4 separate regions of the Sus scrofa genome follow, and all the other regions are linked to region 1. The links are chromatin contacts, called in public Hi-C and HiChIP or PLAC-seq maps. All regions are on one chromosome and are shown on one strand. Each heading gives the region's core, a stretch centred on a gene start, on an enhancer-like site or on the middle of the called end of the contact. The rest is flanking DNA. Distances are from core to core; before and after follow the strand shown. Region 1 holds the start of RNF223 (RING finger protein 223). Region 2 holds the start of SCNN1D (amiloride-sensitive sodium channel subunit delta). Region 3 holds the start of HES4 (transcription factor HES-4). Region 4 overlaps TTLL10 (inactive polyglycylase TTLL10).

Evidence for each region. Hi-C and Micro-C count contacts between places; a contact is called where the count stands out from the background. HiChIP or PLAC-seq counts read pairs in DNA pulled down with a chosen protein or histone mark.
Region 2: a contact with region 1 is called in an H3K27ac HiChIP or PLAC-seq map of alveolar macrophages. The contact joins the promoter of SCNN1D here to the promoter of RNF223 in region 1. A contact is called at or near these places in 2 of 5 promoter capture datasets (fetal liver and liver), 17 of 47 Hi-C or Micro-C datasets (alveolar macrophages, blood, embryonic fibroblasts and 8 more) and 2 of 2 datasets of contacts at active chromatin or transcription factors (alveolar macrophages and skeletal muscle).
Region 3: a contact with region 1 is called in a Hi-C map of liver, with 2.8 times the contacts expected there. The contact joins the promoter of HES4 here to the promoter of RNF223 in region 1. A contact is called at or near these places in 1 of 5 promoter capture datasets (liver), 6 of 47 Hi-C or Micro-C datasets (heart right ventricle, liver and skeletal muscle) and 2 of 2 datasets of contacts at active chromatin or transcription factors (alveolar macrophages and skeletal muscle).
Region 4: an H3K27ac HiChIP or PLAC-seq map of alveolar macrophages shows a contact between it and region 1. The contact joins the enhancer-like site here to the promoter of RNF223 in region 1. A contact is called at or near these places in 5 of 47 Hi-C or Micro-C datasets (brain, embryonic fibroblasts, epiblast stem cells and 2 more) and 1 of 2 datasets of contacts at active chromatin or transcription factors (alveolar macrophages).

Annotation. Positions count from the first base shown.
Region 1 is chr6:63,441,143-63,447,307 of Sscrofa11.1, forward strand. It overlaps RNF223 (RING finger protein 223), which reads right to left and starts at 3,615. Exons shown (of 9, transcript XM_021095183.1): 1 at 3,484-3,615. It overlaps LOC106509643 (a long non-coding RNA gene), which reads left to right and starts at 3,723. Exons shown (of 3, transcript XR_002344844.1): 1 at 3,723-3,861; 2 at 5,267-6,165.
Region 2 is chr6:63,565,081-63,571,245 of Sscrofa11.1, forward strand. It overlaps SCNN1D (amiloride-sensitive sodium channel subunit delta), which reads left to right and starts at 3,091. Exons shown (of 14, transcript XM_021097433.1): 1 at 3,091-4,101. It overlaps UBE2J2 (ubiquitin-conjugating enzyme E2 J2), which reads right to left and starts at 3,000. Exons shown (of 7, transcript XM_003127491.4): 1 at 2,783-3,000.
Region 3 is chr6:63,353,991-63,360,155 of Sscrofa11.1, forward strand. HES4 (transcription factor HES-4) reads right to left here and starts at 2,700. Exons shown (of 4, transcript XM_003481929.4): 1 at 2,256-2,700; 2 at 2,080-2,175; 3 at 1,890-1,977; 4 at 1-1,800. The coding sequence starts at 2,363. The coding sequence ends at 1,406.
Region 4 is chr6:63,510,826-63,516,990 of Sscrofa11.1, forward strand. TTLL10 (inactive polyglycylase TTLL10) reads left to right here. Exons shown (of 14, transcript XM_021097424.1): 14 at 1-3,059. The coding sequence ends at 92. TNFRSF18 (tumor necrosis factor receptor superfamily member 18) reads right to left here. Exons shown (of 3, transcript XM_021097426.1): 3 at 5,212-6,165. The coding sequence ends at 5,847. Among named protein-coding and RNA genes, the nearest start is that of TNFRSF18, 5.4 kb to the right of the region's middle. Within about 2 kb of position 3,201, at least 19 of the 83 cell types and tissues checked have an H3K27ac peak or open chromatin away from gene starts, as enhancers often do. A contact at or near this core is called in alveolar macrophages, embryonic fibroblasts, retroperitoneal adipose tissue and 1 more, where this site is marked.

The DNA of each region.
Region 1 (6,165 bases), core at 2,365-4,864:
ACTGGGGTGGGACAAACACGTAAACCATGGCCATGGTGGTGAGAAGGCCACACACGAGCACTTTTACTACAGAGTCTAGGTTACAGACTCACACCTGTCCATCTGGTGAGGGGACTGCAGGCAATGACAGCCCAGCCCCAGTGCCCACGCCCACTGCCAGATCCTGGCTTCTCCAGCCCACTCTCCAGTGAAAGGAACCAGAGCTCCCTGGAGAAACGGCTGAGTCTAGGCCTGAGGCAGGGATACAAGACTGAGTGAGCAGCTGGAGCAGTTGGCAGTGCCAGAAAGGAAAGAAGGGCTCAAAACAACTCAGGGCAGAGGGTGGCCTCCCAGTGGCCAAGGCTGGACCAAGGTGGGCAGACAAAGAGCGCAGAGCTGGTTCCCCTCCAAAGTGCAGACGAACGCCCACAAGTCCGTCCTTCAAACGGAATCCAAACCGCCCCCGGGGAAGGACAGGACAGGAGAACTCTCCTTGGCAGACACCACCTGAACCAAGCGACCAGGACCAGGTGTGGATGCCAGGTGCCCCTGACACGATGTGGCTAGAGGGTCATCTCACCTCTGGAGTCTTCGTCCCAAAAACCCACACCCCCGTCCAACCATGAGAAAACACATCAGACAAACGCAACATCAGGGACATGCTACAAAAACAGCCAAGCAGCCCTTCTCAAAACTGTCCGGGTCATGAAAAGACAGGATCCTGGCCAGCATCCGGGGCACAAAGAGGACACGGGGGCAGCACATGGCCTGACACCTGGAGTGCAGGGGACAGTAACGGAGCCTCAGTTTCCACAAACGCCCCTTGGTTGGCAACCTCCCTGTGAATCTAAAACCATTCCAAAAATTTTAAAGTTAACTTTTTAAGACACCATTAATAAAATGAACAGGCAAGTCAAAAAATGGGAGCTACCATCCCCAATACATCTATCCGACCAACAGCAAGGGCCTTACAGCTTGACTTTTTTTTTTTTAAAGGCGACAGATTTGACCAGACACTTCAGAAAAGAGGTTGGGGAGGGCGCCAGAGACGGACACACACGCTCGGCACAGCACTCAAGGAGATGCAGGCTGAAGACAAGCCACTGGGCCCCAGAGCACACACGCAGGAAGGCGCTGCTCAGGGTCACACAAGACAGCCCGGAGACCAGCCATCAGAAAATGCCCACCACGCTGTGCGCGGCCAGGGGCACCCCGTGCCCGTGAGCTCTCACACAGAAACAGTGAAGAGCCCTGCCTGCGCTTCTGGCGGGGGCGGGGGAGGGGGGGTCGGGGGCGGCTGGGAAGGTTTACAAGGTTCATCAGCCGGCACAGCTTAGACCAGACGCTGCTCCTCGCAGAACTAGGGGCTGGGAGGCCCAAGGTCAAGGTGCCGGCAGACCCGGCGTCTGGCGAGGGCCCTTCCTGGCCTGCAGACGGCCACCTTCTCACCGTCCTCATGGCCTTTCCTTGGTGTGCGAGCAGGGGTCATGTGAGCGGGGTGTGGGGAGGTCGCTCTGTCTTGCCCCTGCCCTCAGGGCACCGATGCCAGCACGGGCCCCAGCTCACCCCGATCACCTCCCAAAGGCTCCACCTCCAGACACCATCACACTGGGGTCATGGATTTGGGGCGACAGAGCCAATCGGCCCACAACACAGGGGAACCTTTAGGGAAGACAGAACTGTCCTGTCATGATGGGCGTGCAGGTGACAGTTGTACGCCTTTGTCAAAATTGATCAAACGGAGCCTGTGCATTTCATTTATGTGAATTACACGCACTAACTGAATAAATGCAATTCATTTTCTATTTTGAAGATCTCATGGGAGCCAAACAGCTAAGTAATGGAGCACGAGTTTCCACAATGTAATGCAGTTTGGTGAGAATTTACACTGTACTGTGCGTTCTTGCACAGCTCATTCTTCCTTAGAAAAAGTGGTTTCAATGAAGAAGTCACTGTGATTCTGCACAAGTAACACATCACGAAGCGGGTGGAATCACTCTGACCAGTCAACAGGGGCTGGGTGCTGGCTGGACAACCATGTAAACGGGCTCCCTGGTAGGAAGCCTTGCCTGGATGACCACTGCAGGGGGCGGTGGACGCCACATACATACCGCTCCTCCAGGCTTTGCGGCGGCTGTGGCTGGAGAGGGGGGGTCGCCAGCTTTAAAAATCACATGCGCTGGAGTTCCCATTGTGGCGCAGCGGAAACGAATCCAGCTAGGAACCATGCGGTCGCAGGTTCGATCCCTGGCCTCGCTCAGTGGGTTAAGGATCTGGCATTGCCGTGTGCTGTGGTGTAGCTCGCAGACATGGGTCGGATCTGGTGTTGCTGTGGCTGTGACATAGGCTGGCGGCTACAGCTCCAATTAGACCCCTAGCCTAGGAACCTCCATACGCCCAGGGGGTGCAGCTCTAAAAGATGAACAGACCAAAAAAAAAAAAAATCCCATGTGCTGATCTTGTTTCTCCCACTGCCCAGCACAGCACGGGAGGACCTGCTGGATCTCCAGCCCCTCAGGGCAGGTTCCTGCCAGTCACTTTCTCAGCAAGCAAAGGGAGCAATGTGGCTCTCAGGACAAAAGGAGAACTGTGTGTGGCCCTGTTCATTAACATGTTTCTCAACCCGAAAGTCCCATCGTGCTGATGGAGAACCGATGGTGTACACAATCTGACTGGATGCAAAGTCTGTGTACGTGTAGGTGCTCCGTGGACTCCGCAGCCCTGAGAAGGTACTGATGGGAGGACCCCCGGAACTCCCCAGGGGGTTCCTGGCCGTGGGGATGCGGAATTCTCAGTACTGTGGTGACTAGAGATCATTCTTCAAGTGAATTACGCTTACCTTGCAGAACAGGGCGGTGCAGGGAGGGTCCTGGGGTGACCACCCTCCAAGGCACGTTTGCTCTGTCTTTGGGAGACGCACACCGGGGCGGGGTGGAGTGCGCGTGTGCCAGAAGAAACTTTCCGTAAAATTCAGATTTTATTTCCTTCTAGGAGCTTCTGCATTCAGATTATGGCTGAACAAGGCTGCTACGGGGGCGCGGGCTGAGGCGCAGAGGACGAGGCCCAGCGCTACCTCCAGCACCGCGGTGACCCTGAGAACACAGGACAAAGCCGGGCCACCTGAGCGCCCCGCCACCAGGGAGCTGCGTTTGCAGGAGCGCTGTGAGAAGCGCGTCCAAACCCCCCGATCTTAATGAACTTAAACTAGAACGTCAATTAAATCGTTCTGGTGACTACGCACACGAACCCCTGTTGGACGAGGCCTGACACTCCAGTGGCGATCAGCGAGCTGAAATGGGAAACCTCCTGGGACTCGCGGTTCCTCCCGCGCGTCCGGGGCGCCCTGAGCCGGTGGCGGGGCGAGGGGCACAGAGAGAAAGGGCGGCCAAACCCCGCCGCCCTGACTGCCCCGGCGGGACTCCGCACAGCCAGGGCCGCCGCAGTCCCCGCCCCCAGCCAACCCCTAGCCAGCCCCCGCCCGCCCACTCCCGGCCCCTCACTCACCCCTGCGCCCTCCGGGTTCCTCTTTCATACCCCCCGCCCTCCAGGCGGTCGCGCTGTGCCCCCTTGGGACTTGAAGTCTCTCAGCCCGGGTGCCAGGGAGCACAGCTCCCAAACCGGAACTACAACTCCCGGCGGTCCGCGCGAGTCTCCTCCCCCGGAGGGTTCCAGGCCAGAGTTCTCGCGAGATCTGAAGGTTCGCGCGAAGCGACCTGGGAAATGTAGTCTAGGGCCCTAAACATGGCAGCAGAAGTAAGGGAAGGACTACGCCGCCGTCCGGCGTTGCCAGGAGACCAAAGAGCCCTGCAGTCCGAGGCGTCTGCGTTCCGGTTTCCGAAAAGTCGCCCGGGTCTCCTCCGTCAACGCTCGGCTGGACTGCCCGTCGGTTTCCGGCGGAGTAGCGGTTCCGGAGACAGCACAGGGTTCCAGTGGCGCATCCTGGGGAGAGGCGCCGCAGTACCTGGCGACCGCTTCCGCCCTGATGCCAGTCCCGCGCCCGGGCGCGGAGGACGGCTGGCGGGGAAAAGGCCTCTGCGATGTTTGCGTCCTCTCTGGGGGAGGGGTTCCCCAGGAAGTACTCTGTTCCGGGGCTGCCGAGCGCCCCCCTGCGCCCAGTTCTGCCACCTTCGTGACTCATGCCGCTTTCCGGGCGGGCAAAGCCCTTCTCACGGAGAGGGGCGGGGTAGTGGGATACCCGGGGCCCGGTCTGCACCGAGGGACGGACGTGCGGAGCTGGTCCCGGGAGAGGCTTTGCCTAGGGAGAAAAGAGAGTAAAACCACCACCGCCCTTGTGCTTTGTGTATCTTTGGGTGCGGGGACAGGGGGCGGATCTTCCGCAAGGGCGGCTACTGGGAGAGCAGTGCCTGGGCGAGTGAGTCTGAGTGAGAGGCCTGGACCGGGAAGGGCACCCACACAGCAAACTGCTGTCAGCATGGGCGCCTGTAACACTGGCTCTCAGATCTCTCCCCAGCATCCTTATTCAACATGAATAAGGATGGACGGGAAAGAAGTGTGATCTCGGGTTTCTCTGAACTGGTCGGACTGGTTGCTCTGTCCACGAAAGCTCCACCCCGTGACCTTGTGCCTCCCAGGGACTGTGACTGTCCCCCACAGTCAGTCCTAAAGACTGTGGGTGTGGGGTCTAGGTGACAGGACTGTCTGGCATCCTGGACTGGTTTGTCCCAACAGGATGACACAGGGGAATTTCTTTCTTTTTTCTTTTTCTTTTTTTTTTTTTTTCGCTTTTTTTTTTTTAGGGTCACATATGGAGGTTCCCAGGCTAGGAGTCAAATCGGAGCTGCCGCTGCCAGTCTACATCACAGCCACAGCAACGCAGGATTCAAGCCACGTCTGTGACCTACACCACAGCTCATGGCAACACCGGATCCTTAACGCACTGAGCGAGGCCAGGGATCGAACCTGCGTCCTCATGGATGCTAGTCAGATTCATTAACCACTGAGCCACTATGGGAACTGTGACACACGGGAATTTCTGTGTGGTCTCAGGCTCTGCCTCTGAGCCGCCCCAGACAAGAAGAGCAGTGTGTGTCCTGCAGCACTCCTAACTTCTCAGGAAATGGGATCGCAAGTGTGCCGAGGAGAGGGCAGGACCCTGGGAGCGTTGTTTGAGTCGGGTGCAGATAGGGTTAGGGTGTGCAGGGGTGCAGGGCACGAGTGCTATTGGACAGGTGGCTCCAGGCCGCTCCCAGTCCCTGGGCTCCCTGACGACCACAGCTCCCTTCCTGGCTGGCTTCTGTGCAGTTGGTCATCTGGCTGAATCCTGCAGGTTCTCCTCCCCTTCTGGACGCTGCCTCAGGACATTCATCCCAAGTTTGAACACCCTTCAACGGAAATGGAGTATCAGACTCACCGGGCGAGCTACTCTCCAAGTAAGAGCATGGGGCAGGAGGATGAGTCGCTCTGGGTCTTCCCTCCCAGAGGACAGTGGGCCCACGTGGTCGGGAGGAAGCTGGCCCAGTGTGAGCCATCCTCGGGCAGTAGTCCTGCCTCATTGAAGCAGCTCCTCTGGGCTCTGCGCCCACCTGCGCCGTGTCACAGAATTGCTTTGTACGGCTCTGCACCTTTCCACCTTCTTGGTGGTTTTCTGAAGACCAGTGGGAACTTGGTATTTATTGCTGAGCCTTCCTGCTTCAGCCCCAAGTTTCTCTAAGGTCAGGGCATCCATTCATAATGCATCCTCTGATATCAGAGGGTGACCTTTCCGCCAGTGCGTCTCAGTAGCGTCAGACCTGGGCTCCCTGAAAATGCTGCTCAAGAAGCCTGCAGATGAGATGATACGCCTGGGTTCTTGGCTGAGTCTCTGCAGTGCCCCGATCTGGGAGGCACAGGTCAGGGTCAGGGTGAGCTTCCAGTGCGGAGGAGGCTCGGTGCAGGTGGGGGAAAGTCCCCGCGTGGTAGTTGAGGGTTGGTGGACACAGCAAGGCAGGGCGTCGGAGGAGTCATGGGATCTGTTGAAAGCCTGGTGTTTAGAGTTTTTTTCCCCCATGAAGTTCCTGAAATGAACAATACAATTGTCTGCACCTTGTCTCCATGTAACCAGCTGCCCCCTCAACACCTCTGCCTTGAGGTCTCATCCATACTCCACCTGTCGAGGCCCACAGGAACCCCCGCCTCACTAAACTGAGGAAGTGCCCTCTCCTTCTACGTGGTTTTTGTTTGTTTGTT
Region 2 (6,165 bases), core at 1,841-4,340, 120 kb after region 1:
CCAGAACCGCTCATAACATGAATTGGAAAAGCAAGAAAATCCTGCTAAAAATAAAGTGTGAAAGCCACTGGCGCAAACCACAGCGCAGACAGGGGACAGAGGGTGCAGCGCAGAGACCGAGAGGAGGGGAAGGCCCGTCCAGGCTCAAGGGCAGGCCGACTGGCGCAGGCAGTGAGGGAGCAGCCGTGCGCGGCCAGCTCAGCACAGCCCGCTCACCTCCGAGCCGCTCGGCCACAGCACTGGACCTCACCGCCGGCACACGCCTGCAGCCGGGCCTGTGCCTCCGCACTTCAGCCTGGAGCCGCCCTCCCGCCAGGCTCTGCCCGGGGCACCTCACCTGAGCGGCCATGGCCTCTGGGCCCTGAGCCCCACAGACCACGACCAGGGCTGGGCCCCTCGCTCTGCACCCCTGTGGCCCCCGCAGCGCCCCCTGCTTCCTGCGCTGGGACCCCTAGACCTGGGGCCGAGGTCCCCACGCCCCCCCCGCCGCCCCACCCCCATGCGGCCCTTCCTCTTCCCATCAGACTGCTGCCTGGCCGGCAGCTTCGGCCCCGGCCCTCTCGGCCCTGACTGTAGGCTGAGGTCAGGCTAACGTTCTCATGCCACAGTCCTGACCTCAACCCTTCAGGACTCACGCAGAACCAAGCAGACAAATGTCAACAAGCCCCCGCTGCCGCCAAGTCCTCTGGAGAACAGCCCCAGGGCTCTAGTCCCCAACGCCCAAGGCCCCTGACCTGGCCTGAGCCAAGCCCCTTCTCGTCCCAGCCCAGGCCCTATGGGGACCCACCAGGCCCTTCCTGGCCCAGCTCAAAAGCCTCGTCCTCCAAAGCCTCCCAACTCCCGACTGCAATGCTGCCTGCCACATTCTGTCCCTCACTGGTCTCCCTGCGACCCAGCTGGTGTGCCCACAGCAGGAGCGACAGGTCCGCCTGGGAAGGGGAGGGTCCGCAGAGCACTGACCCAAGCTCCAGCCCAAGGAGCCAAAGGGCCCAGTGGTTCGCCTGGGGCGACATCTAGGAACAAACACGGCCACGATCTGAAAGCAGAACCACCACCCAACCCAGGGTGCCTTCAAAGAACTCTAAGGGGCTGTTTCCTTTAACCGTTCACCCCAAAGTTAACGCCCTGCCACACACACCAGTTCGCTGGGCGATTCGAATACAACTGTGCTTGGCCTGGAGTAAGTGGCCAGGCAGGCTCCTCAGGAAGGTTCGCGGTCCGCCTCCCCGATTCCTAAAACAGACCCGGCCTAGCTGCTCACACGCGGACTTCCCGCTCACTCTTGCTCTCAGGTGCGCAACCTTGAAGATCCTACCTCTCACACACCTCCTCAGTCCGCTAAAAGGGCTTCTAATGACCCTTCTTGTGCCTCATCGCAGCCCCTCCAGGGGACTTCAGGTGTGACCGTTTCTTCCAGTTTTCCCCACCTACAGAAGCCAGAGCACCTCCACGGGACATGAGCTGGGGCTCAAGCTCCCTTCAAGACAAGTCCCCACACAAAGACACAGAAGGTGTAATTCACAGAAGGAAACGGGGTGCAGACACAGAAAAAAAAACATCAGACGAAACAAAACAGAGGCAAACAAAACTTTAGCGCAGAGACGCTGAAGGAGAGCAACCGAAGCCTACGCCCGCAGGTGACAGAGTCCCGTGGGCAGCAAGTGGAAACAGGGCGCCGCCGGCGGCCTAGCATCGCTCCCGCCCGGGGTCCGAGCACTCAGTGATGCTGTGACAGAGACCTTGGCCTGACCGACGGACGGGCACGCGACACACCCGTGCCCAGGACTTTCCCTTCCCCACCGGGACTGTTTCACAGCCAGATGGAGGCTGGGGGCTGAGGGAGGATTACTGACTCCAAGTTGTAGGCACAGGGTCCAACTGTGCCTGCAGACACACTGGACTTTTCAATTAAGCAGGACTCTCAAGTTCCCTTCTGCCAAAACTAGATCCAAGCACCGAAGGTCACTCAGCTGGAAAGAACAGGGCCCAGAGCCACCGCGCGGAGGGTTCTTACCCACTGACCACCTCCCCTCCCACCAGGAGCAGGCTCTCCTCTCCTTAACTGTTTGGCGCCTGGGGGTGGGGAGCGGGGGCAGGCGCGACAAGGGGTTGGGAATGGATTTCAACTGGACACACGTCAGCTAAGTGTTACTAGCAGGACAGGGGACCAGAAGCTTACACTGGCCAGAGCTCTCGAGACCGTGCTGGCAACGGGCAGCTAAGGAGAGCAGGCGGGCATAGGGGAAGAACCTGCCCGGGGCCCACACTAGCCGGCCGGCAACAGAGCCCCCCGACTGCGGCGTCCCACTCCGGCCGCCTGGCTTTTCAATTGGTTACCGTTCCAAGGGGAATAAGCAGGCTCGCGCCTTCCTGCTGGGACTCAAAAAGCTGCTCAGGTGTGAAGTGTCGACGGCCTCAACAGCAACCAGCCCTCGTCAACGCGGACTCCCAGGACATGTTTACAAAGCAAGCCCTACGCCGGCTCGTCCCGGCGGCGCCCGCAAGTGTGCCACTGGCAGGAGGCCTTTCCGTGGGACACCAGCCGTGGGACCACCAGAATCCCCAAGCTGGCAGGAGGACGACCCGGCCCGGAGCCCCGGGCGCCCCACCGTAACCGACCTAGCGTTCCGCGCATGGAAGCTCCAGGCCGGGCCCCGCGAGCACAGACGGAGCGGGGTCGGGCTGTGCGGAGACCCCGTGCCCGCCGCCCGCCACCCTGGCCGGCTCCAGCGGGGCGGACTCGCGGCCGAGGCTCCGGCGCAGGCCCGCGGCGCGCGCTCACCTCTCCCCGTCGCCGCGCGTGGGCCGCCGCCGCGCTCAGGCTCGCCGTGGTCGAGGCCGGAGCAGGGAGCGGGAGAGCGGGGCCCGTGCCGCAGAGCCGCACCGCGCCGGGACTGGGCCCACCCGACCGCCGCCGCCGCCGCCGCCGCCGCCGCCGCCGCCGCCGCCGCCGCCGCCGCCTTAGCTTCCAAGATGGCCACTAGCGGGGCGGGACCATAATCGCTTCCGGTTCCGGGGCGCGGTTTGCCGGGGCGGCCGCTCTAGGCGGTTGGGCGGAAGTAGCCGGCCTCTCGCTGCCGCCTCCCGCCCGGGGAGGTGGAAGCAGTCGACGCGTGCGCACTGGTGGGCAGCCCCGCGGGGCGGGGCCCGAACGCCGGGCGGGTCCGGTCTGTTGGCCGCAGATCGCCGGTTCGTCCCTGGGCCACTGCGGCCCCGGGGAGAATCAGCGGCCGCAGAGCCCCGTACCTTCCACCCCGCATGTTCCCCCCTTACGACCCCCGGCCTTCTACGGGAAGACAGGCCCTGTTAAAGGGTGACCCCCCGCCTCGCGGTGCCAGCGTGAGCCCCGCCAGAGTTCCCCCGGGACCCCGACCCTCCCAAAGGCCCCCTGCCAAAGGATCGTGCCCACTTAACAGGAGAGCACGGGAGGCACCCTGCGTCGCTGGGCCCCCGTGACTGAACCCCCGGGGGCCCTGAGAATCAAATCCTGGGTGGCCTTGTGTGGCCACAGTGACCGGGAGCCCCACCAGAACCTGTGCCAGGTGGGGTCCTCTGCTCACGGGGAGAACTGTCCTCGTAAAAATAGTTGCACTGTTTCCCAACTGAATTTTCCACACGGCCCATGAATAGGGTCATTATGCACCAGTGGACACTGCACTGAGACTAACTCTCCGCTCCCACGGTCCCCTCCCTGGCCCTGGGGGAGGGGAGGCAGAGCAGGGAGGTGGGGCGGCCCCGGGAGGCCCAGGGAGCCCAGGCCAAAGTTCCCCGGACAGCGTCAACATAGAGAGAGCCCTCCTGCAGGGCCTGGAGCTGCTCATCTGCCTCCAAGAGTATTTGCAGGCACCTGAAGGTGGCAGGCAGGTGGGGGCCTGGACCGAGGGAGGGCTGGTCAGTGGGCAGGCCAGCACACTACCCCTGCCCTTCCTGTGAGTGGGGCTCGGATGCTCCCGCACAGGCTGCTACGCTGTCAGGCTGGTCCTCGGTCGCGACAGATCTGGAAGACCGTGGCTGGGCGGAGCTCGTGGCTCTGGGCAGGAGAGCAGAGACCTGCAAGTTCTCACCCTTGACCACGGCCCGGACTGCCTCTCAGGCAATGAGGTAACCGACCACATTCCTAGCACCAGTGGATGCAGCCACGGGGAGCAGCCACGCTCACCTCAAGTCTGCCCACCCAGGCACCCTCAGGTGGGATCTGAACGGCCACCGCAGAGCTGGCCCCAGGCCCTGGGCGGATCCCGGAAGGGGTGCCCATGGTCCGGCCGTCCAGGACCAGGCGAGTCCGCCCGTGGGAATCTGGCCTTCCCCCGCCTCCTCCAGGCCCTGCTATCCCCACGCCACCGGATGGCCCCGCTGCTTTTAGCTCTTGGAAAGTTATGTGGAGGAGGCCGCCCTGAGGCATCAGGGTGTTGGAGCACAGGTGTGAGGGAGATGCAGACCGGCCCCAAACCCCACACATGCCACATCACACACTCTCCCCACCCCAGCTGGCCGGTACCTGCAGACGCCGCCTCTGTGGTGACCAGAGTCCCTGCCTGACCCTGCAGTCAGCACCTGGGCGATGGGGGAGGCTCTGCCACGGCACCCAGGAGACTCCTCACCCATCTGCGGACAGGAACTCCAGATGGACCAGCCCCAGGTGGCCTCTGCCATGCCCCCTGGGTGTCCAGAACACGTACAGAGCCCATGGGCTCAGACTTCAGGTCTCTTGCACCAGAATGTCCCTAGAGCCAACTCCAAGTTGTCCCACAAGTGAACGAGCAGAGCCCGAGGGTCCTGTGACACGCCAGGCACCCACAGTCTGCAGGGCAGCCCTGGCCTGGAAGGTGCCCCTCAGCCCAGCCCTGGTGAAGGCCACCACCGCTTTAAGGCCAGTGGGGCTGCGTGCAGCCGGCTGGGGCCAGCCGTCCTGCAGAGAGAGTGGGGGCCCAGGGCCTTCTGCCTGTCCCTTCTCTAATCCTTTCAACTTGCAGCCATTAAGGAGTGGCCACACGGGCCCACGTTGTGCCAGAAGCTGGGGACGCTCTGTCCTAACCCAGCCTTGCCCACCTTCCAGGCCAGGGCTGCCCTGCAGACTGTGGGTGCCTGGTGTGTCACAGGACCCTTGGGCTCTGCTTGCTCACTGCTGGGTATTGCCACTCTCAGGGACAATGAGAAGTTGGCTCTGGGGGGATTCTGTTGCAAGAGACCTGAAGTCTGAGCCGATGTGCTCTGGAGACTAGAGGGGCCTAGGAGGCAGGTGAGGGACTGGCCAGGGCAGTAGGAGCGGCTGCCGGCTGTGCCGCTGCGGGATGCGCTCTCTGCAAAGGCAGACCCTGGGGCAGTTCCCCAGGAGGGAGGGAAGAAGGGTCAGTGTCTCCTGCTTGGATGTGGCTCAGGTCCAATAGGGCATGGGTCATTGCTGCCATGCCCCTGGCCCTGTCCCAGCCAGGCCCCTCTCCCACAGGAAGACTGAGTCTCCTGCTGGCACAAGCTGCTCTTGGCTGCAGGGCACCCTCTGGCTGGACCTAGGCTCCCTGGGGCCGGGCTCCCCAGCCCCCCTCTCCAGGCAGCCCACTTCCGCAATTTCTGCGCCTCGGAGGCACAGGCAGCCGCGCTTCCAGTGACACAGAGCACTTAGATCCTTCCTCTTCTGCTGAGAGGCCTCCTGGGGACAGCCTCGCTCCTCAGCGACTTGACCCACCTCCTCCAGAGGAGAGCGGCTGGGGGCAGCAGGCTCATGCTGAGTCTGGAGGCTCTGACACCAGCCCAGGGAGCGGGCTCTCACCTCTGAGCCTCAAACATGCAGAGGAAACAGCCTCACTTCGCGCTTGAGGAGGCGGGCTCAGAGAGGTTGAGTAATTTGGGCAATGTCACACAGCTGATGAGTGACAAAGCTGTGATTCGCGCCCCCACCCAGATGAGTCCAGGGCCAGCTCTTCCCTCTCCCAGCTGTCCCCGGAGGCCGTCCACCTCCTCCCTGAGCCACGTGGCGGGTGACCTCACCCCCCCTCAGAGCCCAGCCCAGGTCCTCCACACTGATTTGGGGCAGGGTTCAGGAGCCCACAGCCTGTGGGGGGAGGGCACCAAGGGCCTAAGCCAACCCCTCAAATCTGAGATCAGTTCATCGGGGCCAGCGAGTCCTCTCCGTCCTCCTCGGGCCACGCCAGGTCACCCTGGGGGTTG
Region 3 (6,165 bases), core at 1,450-3,949, 88 kb before region 1:
ATATCCCAAAGCCCCAGGCCCTTCCCTCCTGCTCTGGAGTGGAACTTCCAGCTCCTGAAATGGACCCTCTGAAACTCTCCTGCTGGAGAGGGCCTCCCAAGCCAGCCAGCAGTAACTCCCTCACTGTGCTGCTGGTAACCCAGCACTCTGAGCCTCCCCAGGGCCTGGACTGCTGAATGTGTGTACGTTCTAGGGTGCAACACCTGGCCCACATGTCTGCCACTGGTCCAGGCCCTGGACCCTCAGGGAGATGGGCCAGGCAGCCAGAGAGTCTTTGGGGGGGGGGGCACTGGCTTGGTGGGGACTTGGAGGGCCCTGACAGGTACATGGCTGAGTCCAGGAGGACAGGTGAACCCTGCCCATAACATGGACCTGGAAGCTGCTGGAGCCATTGGAGGAAGGGCAGACCACCCTCAGGCAGTGACTCAGCCTCCTCCTCCTTGCTGGTTCCTGGCCAGGCAGGCAGCAGGCAACCATCTGATGAACTTGGCTCTGGTTGGGAAGTAGATCTTGCCTTAGCCTCAGGAGGGCTCAGGATGAGACAATTCAGTCTCAGCTGTGTGACTCAGACCACTCCCTCGTGTCTCCTGGAGCATAGCTGCCAGCAGCAGGCTGGGGAGACCTGGGACCGCAGGACAGTGACTCCCGGGTTGATTCCTAGTATCGCTGTATTGCAGGGCCAACACACAGCAGGTGCTCAGGAGGGCACAGCCAGGGGAGCTTCCCTCTCAAGGCAGAGCAAGGCACACAGTAGAACTGGACACTGGCAGTTTCAATCTGTGGGTGGGCACAGGTGGGTTCGTGCTCAGCCTCGAGCAGCCAAGAGGTGGACCAGGCCAGAACAGAAACTTCAGGGACAGTCACCCCTTACCACAGCTTAGCCCTGAGACAACAGTGTGAAAATACATGTTTCCACCCTCCAGAGTCTCCAGGGGTGGGAGTGGGGAAAGGTACCTTTAAAAAAAAAAATGGTACCCAGCACTGGAAGATGTTCTGGAAGAAGTGATGACTGTCACAGTCCTGCCTGACCCTCCTGAAGGACCTCTCCCACATCCCCCCACCCCACCTCGAGAGGGGTCGCTACTCCAGTGCGGATAGATACAGGCAAAGGCAACGCGAGGTGAACGCCCGCGCGGCGCACCTGCCAAGCACAGATGGGCGCAGAAGGACGGGGCCCCAGGGCTCGGCCTGGGGAAAAGCCACCCCGCCCGCCCGTGCAGAGACATCGGCTTCAAAGACAGCAGCTGACCCCGGCTGCTGGGCCTCCGTGTCTGGACTCCTCACAGAGACAACGAAACAGAACTCTCCACGCGGTCTCTGACGTGAATATCTTCTGGATCAATCTCAGCAAAGGCCGCGGCCCTAGAACCGGGCTCGGCCTCCGCTGCAGTCCAGGACCGAAACCTCACCGTAGCCACGGCCTCCAGGGCACGCCCTGGCCCTGCGGCCCGGCCCCGGCTCCGGCGGCGGCGAGGGGCGCCCCAGTCCGGCCCGGCAGGATCGGCAGCGCGAAGGCCGCCCCGGGGCGCGGCGGCGGGGGGAAGGGGCTGTCGAAGTCCGGCTGCGGCGGTCGGCCCGCGTAGACGTCCGGCGCCAGGGCTTCCGCAACAAGGGACGGAGGAACCGGGCGGAGCGGGGGCCCCAGCTGGCCGAGGCAGGCGGCCAGATGGCCGAGCAAGCGAGAACGCACGTCGGCCGGGACGCCCTCACAGCCGACCAGGAATCGGTTCACCTCGGCCAGACACTCGTTGAAGCCGGCGCGGTATTTGCCCAGGACCGCGGGGTCGGCGCTGAGGGCGGCTGCGGGGGAGGCAGGGGTCAGGCGGTGGGCGCCCGAGCGGGTGGTCCCCGCGCCCCCTACCCCGCGCCGCTTCCGCTCCGCGCCTCACCTGTCACCTGCACGCGCCGCAGGCTCTGCAGGTGCCTCACGGTCATCTCCAGGATGTCCGCCTTCTCAAGCTTCGAGTGGCGGGAACTCTAGGGGCAGGGCTGACGTGAGCGGATGGCAGCCCAGGAGGGCCCAGGTTCCAGGCTCCACGCCTCGGCCCGGAGATCTCACCCTTCCCGCCCCCGACTCACCTCTTTCCTGAGGGCGTCCAGGATGAGGGTCTTGAGCTGGGCGAGGCTCTCATTGATGCGCGCTCGACGCCGCTTCTCCATGACGGGCTTGGAGGACTGCGGGGCCGGCAGTGGGTGAGTCAGTTCCCCTCTCCCCCGCTCCCATCCTGCCAACCCACGCCCGGCCAGGTCCCCACCTTTCGGGGCTCGGCCGCGCTCCGGGGCTCGTTCGGGGTTCGGCTGGCGCTGGCCGGCGCTCCTGCCAGCGGCGAGGCTCTCGGCTTCCCCGGGGTGTCTGCAGGCATGGTGCGCCCCCCGCGCCTCCCGGTGCCGGGCGGAGGACGCCGCCTGGGGCCGACCGCCGGCTGGGGCGCGCGGCTTCCCGAGCCGCTCTCTAGACGGTCCTACGCTCCGGGACCGAGCGCGCGCCGCCAGCCGCCCGGCTATTTAAGGCAGGGCCGGCGCTGGGTGTGTGAACCCGGCTCCGCATTCTTTCCCACGCTCGCGCCAGCCAATGAGCCGCGGCGCTCCTCCCTCAGCCCCCCGCCAACTGTCAATCACGCGTCCTCTCCCAGCCCACCGACTCGCCGGCGACAAAGGCGAGCTGGGGCAACCGGCCGGCGCCCGCCTCTGGCAACGCAGGGCGGAGGCGGGAAAATCGCCGCGGCCCCTCCTCGGTTCCAAGCGGAGTATGGGGCAGGAGGACTGGGATAGGAAAGTTCGGGTTAGGAGGGGGTCTGTGTGGAAAGACAGGTGTGTCTTCATTGGCCCGCAGCCTTGTGGTGGGTGGGGTGCCCCCGCCCCGCCCCGCCCCGCCCCCGCATCTGGCTACCACGACAGCATTCCACACAACGACCTTCAGACAATGTCCCCTGGGAGCCCACCAACTGCCGAGCACCCCTCCCTCCCAACCTCAGACGTGGGGGTGGCAACTGCGTTCCCACCTTGCTCCTCAGCCTTACACTGGCATATGGACTCCGGGACATCAGAGTCACCATAGGGCACTGCCGACACCCCCACACTCTAGGGAGTCCTCTCCTCTCCTGCCAAGGGGCGGCAGCCTGTGGACTCAGGCAGCTGGGACCAGAGTTGCCCAGTGCAGGCTAAAACTATTGCAGTTTCGCTCCTGGGAGCTTGGGGGTTGGGTGCTAAGTCATTCATCAGTGTTCACTAGAGTGATAAAGCAGCAAAGGCCAGGGATGGAGAACCACAGGATTCAGGACAGATAGGTGGGAAGCAGAAGCCGAGGACTCAGGCAGAGGCCAGGAGCACCAGGATACCTGTGAGGAGATTCAGCGTTCAAGGTTCAAGGGCAGTCCCTGCTCCCTGTGACTGAGAGAGCATCTTCCACCCTTAAAGACCACAGGACGAACACACCTTCCCTTGGCCACCAGGAGCTGGGCTGTGGGAGTACCTCCCTGTGCTCTGGGCATTATCTTTCTCCAGAATTGAGTGTTGATTCCTCTCCACATTTGGGAAGCCATGTCCCTCCAACTTCTGGGTGGTGATGGAATCTCCTTCCAACTCCTGTGTGCCTGGGATGCCATCTCCAATGGCTGCTACTTTTCTCATCATTCTCCTTGCATCACCACTCTTGGGGAAGATGAGCTTCCCTGCCCTTCTTCCTTGCCACATCCAGACCAGCTTTTTCTTCACCAAAAAAGCCCCAGCTTTGAACCCCACCTGATTATCAGACTGCCCCTTGTGGAATTCGACTGCAGCCCAGTGGGCTTCCTGAAGCTATTACTTCTGGTTCCCTGTCACTTTCTTCAAACACTCCTGTCATAGTTCTTGGTGATTGCAAAATCCACGTGGATGATTCTCCAAACTTCTAGATTCCCCCTTCTCCATGGGTAGTGGTCTGGGTGTAATGTCCTAACTAAGCTGGGGATTCCAGATGCTGGGTGGTGATTGTTGCTCTCGGTTTCCCATCCACCCTGGGGCCCCGCCCACAGAGGCACAGGTGGAGTTGGAGGCCAAGTTCTAACCCTTGGGCTGCTGTTCTTCCAGTGTCACCTGGGGTTCTGCCTCCTATCCCCACAACCCCAGCCTCTTCCCTCAGTCCTGCCCACGCCCTCCCCGCTACCCCCCACAACTCAGCAGTGCCCCCATGTTCTCCTTGGGCCTTTCAGTCCTTTGGTACCTGGGAACAAATCTGCACACTCACTTTTCCATCCAGGCAGCTGGAGCAGATTCTGATGGTGACAGGGTCTGATTGCCTCTGCATCGGACCTTCTTGGAGTCTCAGACCAACTTTCAGTATCATCCTTGACCCTTGGAGCCCACTCCCAATGCTGTTCCATCAGGTCCTAAACCGCTCCATCTCCCTGCTGTATCCAAACACTTACTTATTTTTCTTTTTTGCCGTTTTTTTTTTAGGGCCACACCCACGGCATATGAAGGTTCCCAGGCTAGGGGTCGAATCAGAGCTATAGCTGTCGGCCTATGCCAGAGCCACAGCAATGCCAGATCTGAGCTGTGTCTGCGACCTACACCACAGCTCATGGCAACGCCAGATCCTTAACCCATTGAGCGAGGCCAGGGATGGAAACAGCAACCTCATGGTTCCTAGTCGAATTTGTTGCCACTGTGCCATGACAGGAACTCCCAGACACCCACTTCTGACCACTTTTTCTCCTACCACTGGCTGCCAGCCATGACCACCTTTGGCCTGGATTTTTGCAGAAGCTCTTTGCCATGGCAAGGAGGCCAGCGTTGGAGCCAAGCACTTGGTTGGGGGAGGTAGACAGGAGAGGAGAGGGCAAGCAGAGTGGCCAGAGCACACTTTAGCTCTTCCTGTCACCCTGAGGGGGATGGGAAGCCATGGAAGGAAGGTTTTGTGTAGCTCACACTGGCTACTGGGTCAGTAACAGACTACGGGAGGCAGGATAGAAGCAGGACCACCGGGGTGCACCTGCAGTAGCCCAGGTGAGAGGTGACTGCGTCCTAGACCAGGTGCACAGGTATAAGTAGTGAGGACTGTGGACATTCTTGGGAAGGTTTTTTGTTGTTGTTCCTGCTGTTAGATAAAGGGCTTAAAAATAAAATGTATTAAACCTTATAGATACTGTTTTAAAGGTTTAAGGAATTTTAGGTTAGTTTGTAAATGAAGCCAAATATTAATCAAAGGCCCCTTTATAAGTGGCTATTTTAATTTCATAAACAGAATATTAAGGTTTGTAACCAGAACTTATATATTTTGTGGTCATGTTATTAGATGCATACAAGTTTGCTCTTTGTTTTCGTTTTTTGTCTTTTCTAGGGCACCCATGGCATATGGAGGTTCCCAGGCTAGGGGTCTAATTGGAGCTGTAGCCACCGACCTACACCACAGCTCACGGCAACGCCAGATCCTTAACCCACTGAGCGAGGCCATGGATCGAACCTGCAACCTCATGGTTCCTAGTCGGATTCGTTAACCACTAAGCCACGATGGGAACTCCTATTTTTTATTTTTATTTTTTTTTTTTTGCATACAAGTTTGAAATAATTTTATTTTACCAATGAACTCAACCTTTTATTGTTATGCAAACTTCTATATCAAATAGTGATTTACCTGTAAGATTTCTTTGGTAATCTATTAATAAAATTGTTAATATGGCCATATCTGCTTCCTTTTAGTTAATATTTATGTGATTCGTTTCTTTCCATCCTTTTACTTTCAAATTTCCTTTATGTCTATATTTTAGATAATTGGGATCTTCTATAAGCCACATAAAATCAGAATAGCTTTTTTTTTTTTTTGGCTGCACCTGTAGCATGTGGAAATTTCCAGCCCAGGGATTGATCCCATGCCATGCCAGCAAGTCACACTGCTGCAGCAACAACACTGCATCCTTAACCTCCTGCACCATAAGAGAACTCCTTATGTTTTTATTTTTAAACTTCTTTGTAACTGTTTTAATTTTTTAATTTCTTTATCTTTGTGCCATGTTTAATAATGGTCAGCTGAAGGAGATTGAAGGGTTTTCACATTCTTATTCTTTTGTTATATTTGCAGTTTTCTTTTTATAATACTAATATTTATGCAAGGAGTGTGTCAAGAAAAAATTTTCAATCATATGAAGAACCAATTTTTTCAACTGTTTTTGGCATGTTAGCAACTTT
Region 4 (6,165 bases), core at 1,951-4,450, 69 kb after region 1:
GGCCGCGGGTGGGCGGCGGGGACCCGACGCAGGAGCCGTCTCCGGGGCCGGCGCAGGAGGAACGCAAGGACGTGGGCTACCGCGGCTCCTAGCAGGCGGGCCACCAGCGCCCAGTAGGGGACCTATAAAAGCTACTTTGTTACAAACGCGGTCTCTGCAGCGGGTCCGCGGCTTTCGGCACCCTCAGCCTCCAGACTTCCCTGGCAGCGTCCCTGGCCCCCACCTGTCCTCCCTCTGCCCCACGAGCCCTACCCCACTGCTGGGATCAGTCCTTGGGAGCACAGGGGTGGAGAGATAAGGGAGTCTGTCCTGCGGGAAGAGGAGATGAGCCCCAGATGCCTCACTCTGTCCATCATGGGCTCCTCCGCCTGGGGCAGGCAGTTCCCCAACTCCTGGACCCCCACCCATCACCTGCGCCTCATCGCCCCCCACCCCGGGACCTCCTGCAGCCCCTCAGCCCACCTGACCCCTACTGCCTGGCTCAGTGTGCCCCAAGAAAGAGTCTGGCTCCCTATGAGCCCCTCTAGATCCCCACAGCAGGGCTTCCTCAAATCCAAGATGTTCCTCAGAGGCCGTGCCTGAGACGTGCCCACGGCACCCAGCACAGCTCTTTACCGGACCTTCAGAGCCGCAGGGCCCTGAGCTCACTGCCTGCGACGGCCCCTGACTTTGCTGCAGGCGGGCCCTGCGGAGGCCTAGAGGACCCAGGCCATGGGCGGCAGGCACGTGGTCATGGCAGGACAGTGCCCTCGGGGATGTGCCGAGCCAGCGTGTCTCTATGTTCCCCACGGGCCCGGCGGATGTGTCAAACCCCTCCCACCAAGCGTCCTGAGCCATCACTCCCTCTCCACCCCTGCCCCCCACACCCACCCTTGCCCTCACCTCACCAAATGGTCGCTGCCAAGTCCTACGCCCTCCTGCTGCCTCGCCCACCTATGCTCCCCACCCCAGCAGGCTCCACCACTGGTGGGAGGGGCTGCTGGGACCCCTGCCCTGCATTAGAGCACCACAGGGCCTGTCTTCCCACGCTGGCCACCTGCCACTCCTTCCCCAGAGATGCCAGAGCCACAGTCCCTCTAGAGGGCAGCGCTGCCAGGTCTCTGGCCAGCACCCTGGAGGTGTAGCCGGGAGCCAGAGACTGGGGCTCGGAGAAGTAGGGCCAGGCCTCCCCGGGTACAGACCCGGGGAGGGGACTGACCTGTCCTGTCACTCACAGCCTTCCCACCCACACTCCCCTCAGCTTCCTGCTGCTGTGGCTGGCGTGTGCAGTCCTCAGGCCAGGAGTGCACTTGTCACTGTGTGTCTGGGGCCCGGGAGCCCTGAGTCCCCTCCCAGCTTGTCTCATGGGCTCTCCATGAGGGGTCAAGCTCAGCAGTGCCTCCTCTGCAGCCCGCTGGCCAGCTTTGTGCCCCAAGTCTGGAAGACCAGCCTCTACCAGGGAGAGGGGGCCTCCTGGGGGGGAGGGCCAAGTGCACCCCTGTCTTCACAAAACCCACACCTGGGACTTTGGGGTCAGGACCACCTTCCCTGCTGGCTACAGAGCCACGTCAGCTCGGGTCACCTCCTGATAACGCCAAGCACCCTCTGTTCCTCCTGCCTCAGCTCCCAGGCTTCTCCTTCCCCTGGCCTCTACCTGCATTGGCTGGGGCTCCTGATGGGCCCCGTGGTGGCTGTTGTGTGGTCCCAGGATGTTCCAGCTCTCCTCCCAGCCAGAGTGGGACTGTTCCCCTGGTCCAGCCAGCCAGTCAAGGCCGCATTTGCAGAGGTGACCTAATCCCCAGGGAGAGGCTGGCTCTGCTGCCTCTGTCATCCCTGGGCCCGGAGAGGATGCAGTGGCCCATGGGCACCTGTGTGGGGCAAGAAGTGCGAGTCCTGACTGAGCCCCCATCCCCAGGCTCCCCAAAGCCCTGGCCAGACTGCTGACTTGGGCCCCTGGCACCTCCTGAGAGCATGGATGTCAGTCAGTGAGGTGTCCCTGCTGTTTGTCTGTCCATCTGGATCCTCCCCAGCCCCTCCCAGCCCACACTCGGCCTCCTTGCCAGAACTGCAAGGGCTGCAGGGAGGGCGGGCAGGGGGCCGAGTCTGGGCTGTGGGTACCTGGGCAGGTACAAGGTGTGCCCCAGTCCTCAAATGATGTGATGGGTGGTGGGCACAGCAGAGACAGCCGGGCCCCAGCAGTGGCTTGAGAGCCAGAGTCAGCAGCAGGGCGGGGGTGCCCCTCCTAGCGCCCAGGACAAGGCTGCTCAGCGCTGCAGCCCAAGCTGCGTCTCCCCGTCCCTCCCACCCCTGTTTCCCCTCTACTCTCTCCCCGTCTCCTCCAGGGGTGAGTCCTGGGTCCTGCTTGGGGAAGCGGAGGCAGGGGGGATCTTGCCGTGTCTCCCACCCACGGAAGGTCTGGGGAATCAAGCTGCCCTTGGCTTTGACCCAGGAACCACCCGGGGAGCGCCACTATCCCTGCAGCCCCCATCTGGAGGCCCTCACCCTGGCACTCGCTGGAGCCTCCCTCAGCTCCTAGCAATCAGAGGTCCGTTTCAGCCCAATTGCCCGTGAAGCCTTGAGGACTCAGAGGATGCCGCCCCCCCAGCCCCTCTTCCCTGGAAGGAGTCTCCAAAAAAGGTGTCTGGAACAGCCGTGGCCTGACTCACTCTGGAAAACACCTCAGCCCCCGAAGCTTCCTGGAGAGACGTCTGCCCCTCACCCAGTGTGCAGCCCCTTCCCAGTGGGAAGAGGGTTTCCGGGCCCTGAAAACCACTGAGGGGCCAGAGGAGGGCAGGCCCTGCAGGACTGAGTCCTCTGCTGACCTCAGAGCTCAGCCCAGCTGTGGGAGGAGTGGCTGTGCTCTGGAAGGTTCAGGAAACCATTGAGGAGTGGGCGCCATGGCCCCAGGACCTAGTCAAGGGCCCTGAGGGGCCAAGCTTAGCATCCTGGCACCAGGAGGCAGCCAGTGACAACCTGCCCCTGGACAGCCCCCTGGAGCTGCCCTGGGATGGGTTGGGAGGGGCTGGGGTCCTGTTCCGTCCAGGACGGGATCTCGCTCTCTGCCCACTGTCCATTTGCGAGGAGCAGGGCGGGGGGCGGGGGGGGGGGCACTGGCTGAGTCCGGATCTCAGTAAAAGAAGTGAGGTCAGAGGCCTTTCCCAGCAAGGTGAGGGGGTGGGGCTGGGTGGGACTCGCTGTGGCCGGAAAAGCACTTCTGGGAACAGAGAGCCGGCTCTGGGCCCTTATCTGAGGCTGAACTGACACCATGGACTCCAACCCTCAGGGGAGAAGTTGTGGTTTTCCGGGGCGGGGGTGTTCCCGGCAGCCTCACCTGAGGGTCTCGCTTAGACCTGGGGACCCAGGTGGGCACAGACCTGCCCCCATTGCAGGAAGCTGAGCTGAGAGAGGGGGGGATGGGTGCCTCTCAACGCCCCCCACCCGCACTGCCCACACACCAGCGCCCCAGAGTCTCCTCAGCCTCCCGCGGCCCTGGGCACTGCCGACCCCACACCCTGCTCACTCCACTATCCCTCTCCCCAGCTTGGACTTGTTCAGGTCGCCCCTCCCAGAACCCCTGTCCGCTGCTCCTGAGCATCCAGCCTCGCCCTGCCCTTAACGGAGCCCCTCCCCGCCCCTCCCAACTTGCGATCAATTGATCAATTGCGGGATGCTGGGGGCTCCGAGAAGGCTGCCTGGGGAGGGACATGAGCCTGAGAGCGAGCTGATGCGGCTGGGTTCAGACCCCGGTGGAGGTGGCGGGCTAGCCTGGCATCTCTGCTGCGGGGAGGGGCCAGGGCCAAGTGGGCAGCTTTCGCAGAGCTGCCCGGACAGAGCCCCCACCCCACCCCAGGCCGGCCCCAGTCTCCCAGCCGCTCCACTCCATGGGGATGCGAGTCCGCCCACCACATTCCCCTCTCGGACCTCTCCCCGCGGAGCAGGAATCCCCCGCCGCTCTGCGTCAGCCCTGTCGCCCCCGCGCGGACGTCAGTCGGGCGCTTGTCCCACGCCCGGGCCGCCCACGAGGACTTTCCGCGCTGAGTCAACGGAACGCGCTCCGCCCCCGAGGCCCTAGACGAGCTGTCTAGGATCCGGATCCTGAGCCAGGGCTGGGGACCCCTTTCCTGCATGTAGCAGTGGGGCAGTCAAGTGACCCAGGTGACAAGAGCAAGCCCCAGGGAGAGGCTTCCCGGAGAGGGAGGCGGGTAGGAGAGAGGTTGGCAGGACAGGCGGTCCTGCCTGGAGACAGAGGAGGGCCGATGGGTGTGACTGGCAGGTCCCAGGGACGTGGGCGGAGGGCCGTCCCAGAAACCCCCCTGCCCTTGACTCCCTGGGATGCCAGAGCCTAGGACCCAAGGGGTGAGGGGGGGGCTGAGGGACGAGGACTTCCGGTTTGCTCGGCCCTCCTGCGGCGGAGGTGGGGGGAGGGCACCAGAGTTCCCTCTCCTCCACCTGCCTGCCCTGAGCCTGGCCCGCCCACCCACTGGAACTGGGGGCGTTTGGACCAGTGAGTCGAGGGGGCTCTGCCGGCAGCCTGCGGGGTGGGGGGGGCCTGGCGGAGGGGGGCCACCCTCAGGCAGGTGGCCAGGCGTGCTGGCAGCTGGAGGCTACTGCTGCTGAGACCAGTCTCCACTGGCCCGCCTGCCACACCCTGGATGCCAGAGAGTCCTTATCAGCCTCCCCAGGTGTCAGCCCTTTGAGGCGGCTGGAAAAATACCATTCACCTCTGCTGGGCAGAACCCCAGGGCCTTGCCCCACAAGAGAGGGTCCGGGGAGGGGTGGAGGCCAGCAGAAGGGCTTGGAGAGACAGCAGGGGCTGTGCCAGACCAGGCCCTGCTGAGGCTGCCCCAATCCACCAAGAAGTGATGGGTACAGAAACTGACCTCGTCCTGGATCGGGGGCCCCAGCGACTCAGGGCAGGTCCCCCACAGGGACCGGTGCGATGTGCGGCCAGCTCAGAGCCAGAGTCTGGAGCAGCAGTGGCCCAGAGACTAGACACACCCTGAGGACGCCCCTGTCCCAGCGAGTGCCAGGCAGACCCCCGGAGGAGGGGGTTTGGGCAGGGCAGCCCAGAGACGCAGCGGGCAGGTGCCCAGCACAGCACCTCCCCTGGCAAGGCTTCCCGGGTCGCAGCTGAGGGTTTGCGCCTCTGACTGACATCTGGGAGGGTCTGCGAGTGAGCGCGGCGGGGGAGACCCTGGAGCCTGTCCCCGCCTCCGGCCAGCAGGCGTCTACTCAGGTAACTGGACAAGCATTTATTGAGAGCTGCCTGCAGCCAGGTCCTGTGGTCCCACAGCCTCCTGCTCTGGGAACCAAGCACCACAGCCCCCCACCACAGGGCCAGCAAGAGAGGGAAGCAGCTTCAGGGTGCCTGCGTCTTCCCTGGGGTCCAGTCAGCTGCTGCCTCTTCTGCACGATCGATCGGGGCACTGGTCGCAGCCACCATCCCCCACCTGCTTCCGCCATCGAGGGGAGCAGGGCCGGGCCGAGAGCTGGGGCCCCACAGCAGGGCACAGAGCCCTTGCTCTGGGGGGGTCCGGCCCGGGGCCCTCTGGGCCAGAGGACGGCCAAGCCTCACACCCACAGGTCCCCCAGCCGGGCCTTGTTCTCCGACAGCCGCTCACCCCGCTCCTCCTCAGGGAACTGGATGCTGCAAGCATCCTCGGGCGGGGGCGGCGGTGCCTCCAGGAGCAGCTGGGTCTCTGCAAAGGGGTTGTGGTCAGCAGGCGGGCCAGGGGCCCCCACCCCCTCCCCAGGGCACAACTGACCTGGGGGCCATGCTCTCTGCCTCCTCAGCTGCCAGACGTGCAGGCTCAGCTGGGTCACAGTCAGGACCAGGATTCCGGTGGCCACAGCGAGGAGAAGGACAGTCAGCAGGCTGTGCGGCTCAGCGGGCGGTGGCCCCGGGCTGCACACGGCATTGTGCGTCTTGTTCCCAGGGAACGTGGTGAGAAACCCAAACTGGGAGCAGCTGGGACACAGGGACACAGAGCCTCCTGGTCAGCCCCCAGCCACGGAGCAGCCCCTCCGCACGCTGCTGTCTGGGGCCCAGCAGAGGCCGCTCCCTCAGAGCGGGCCTGGGCTGCCCGGCCACCGGAAGCCTCCCGGGACTCACTCTGCCCATGGCTTGCAGTGGCCCTCGTGGCCCCCGGAGAAGGTCCCTGCCACACAGTCGACACACTTGAAGCC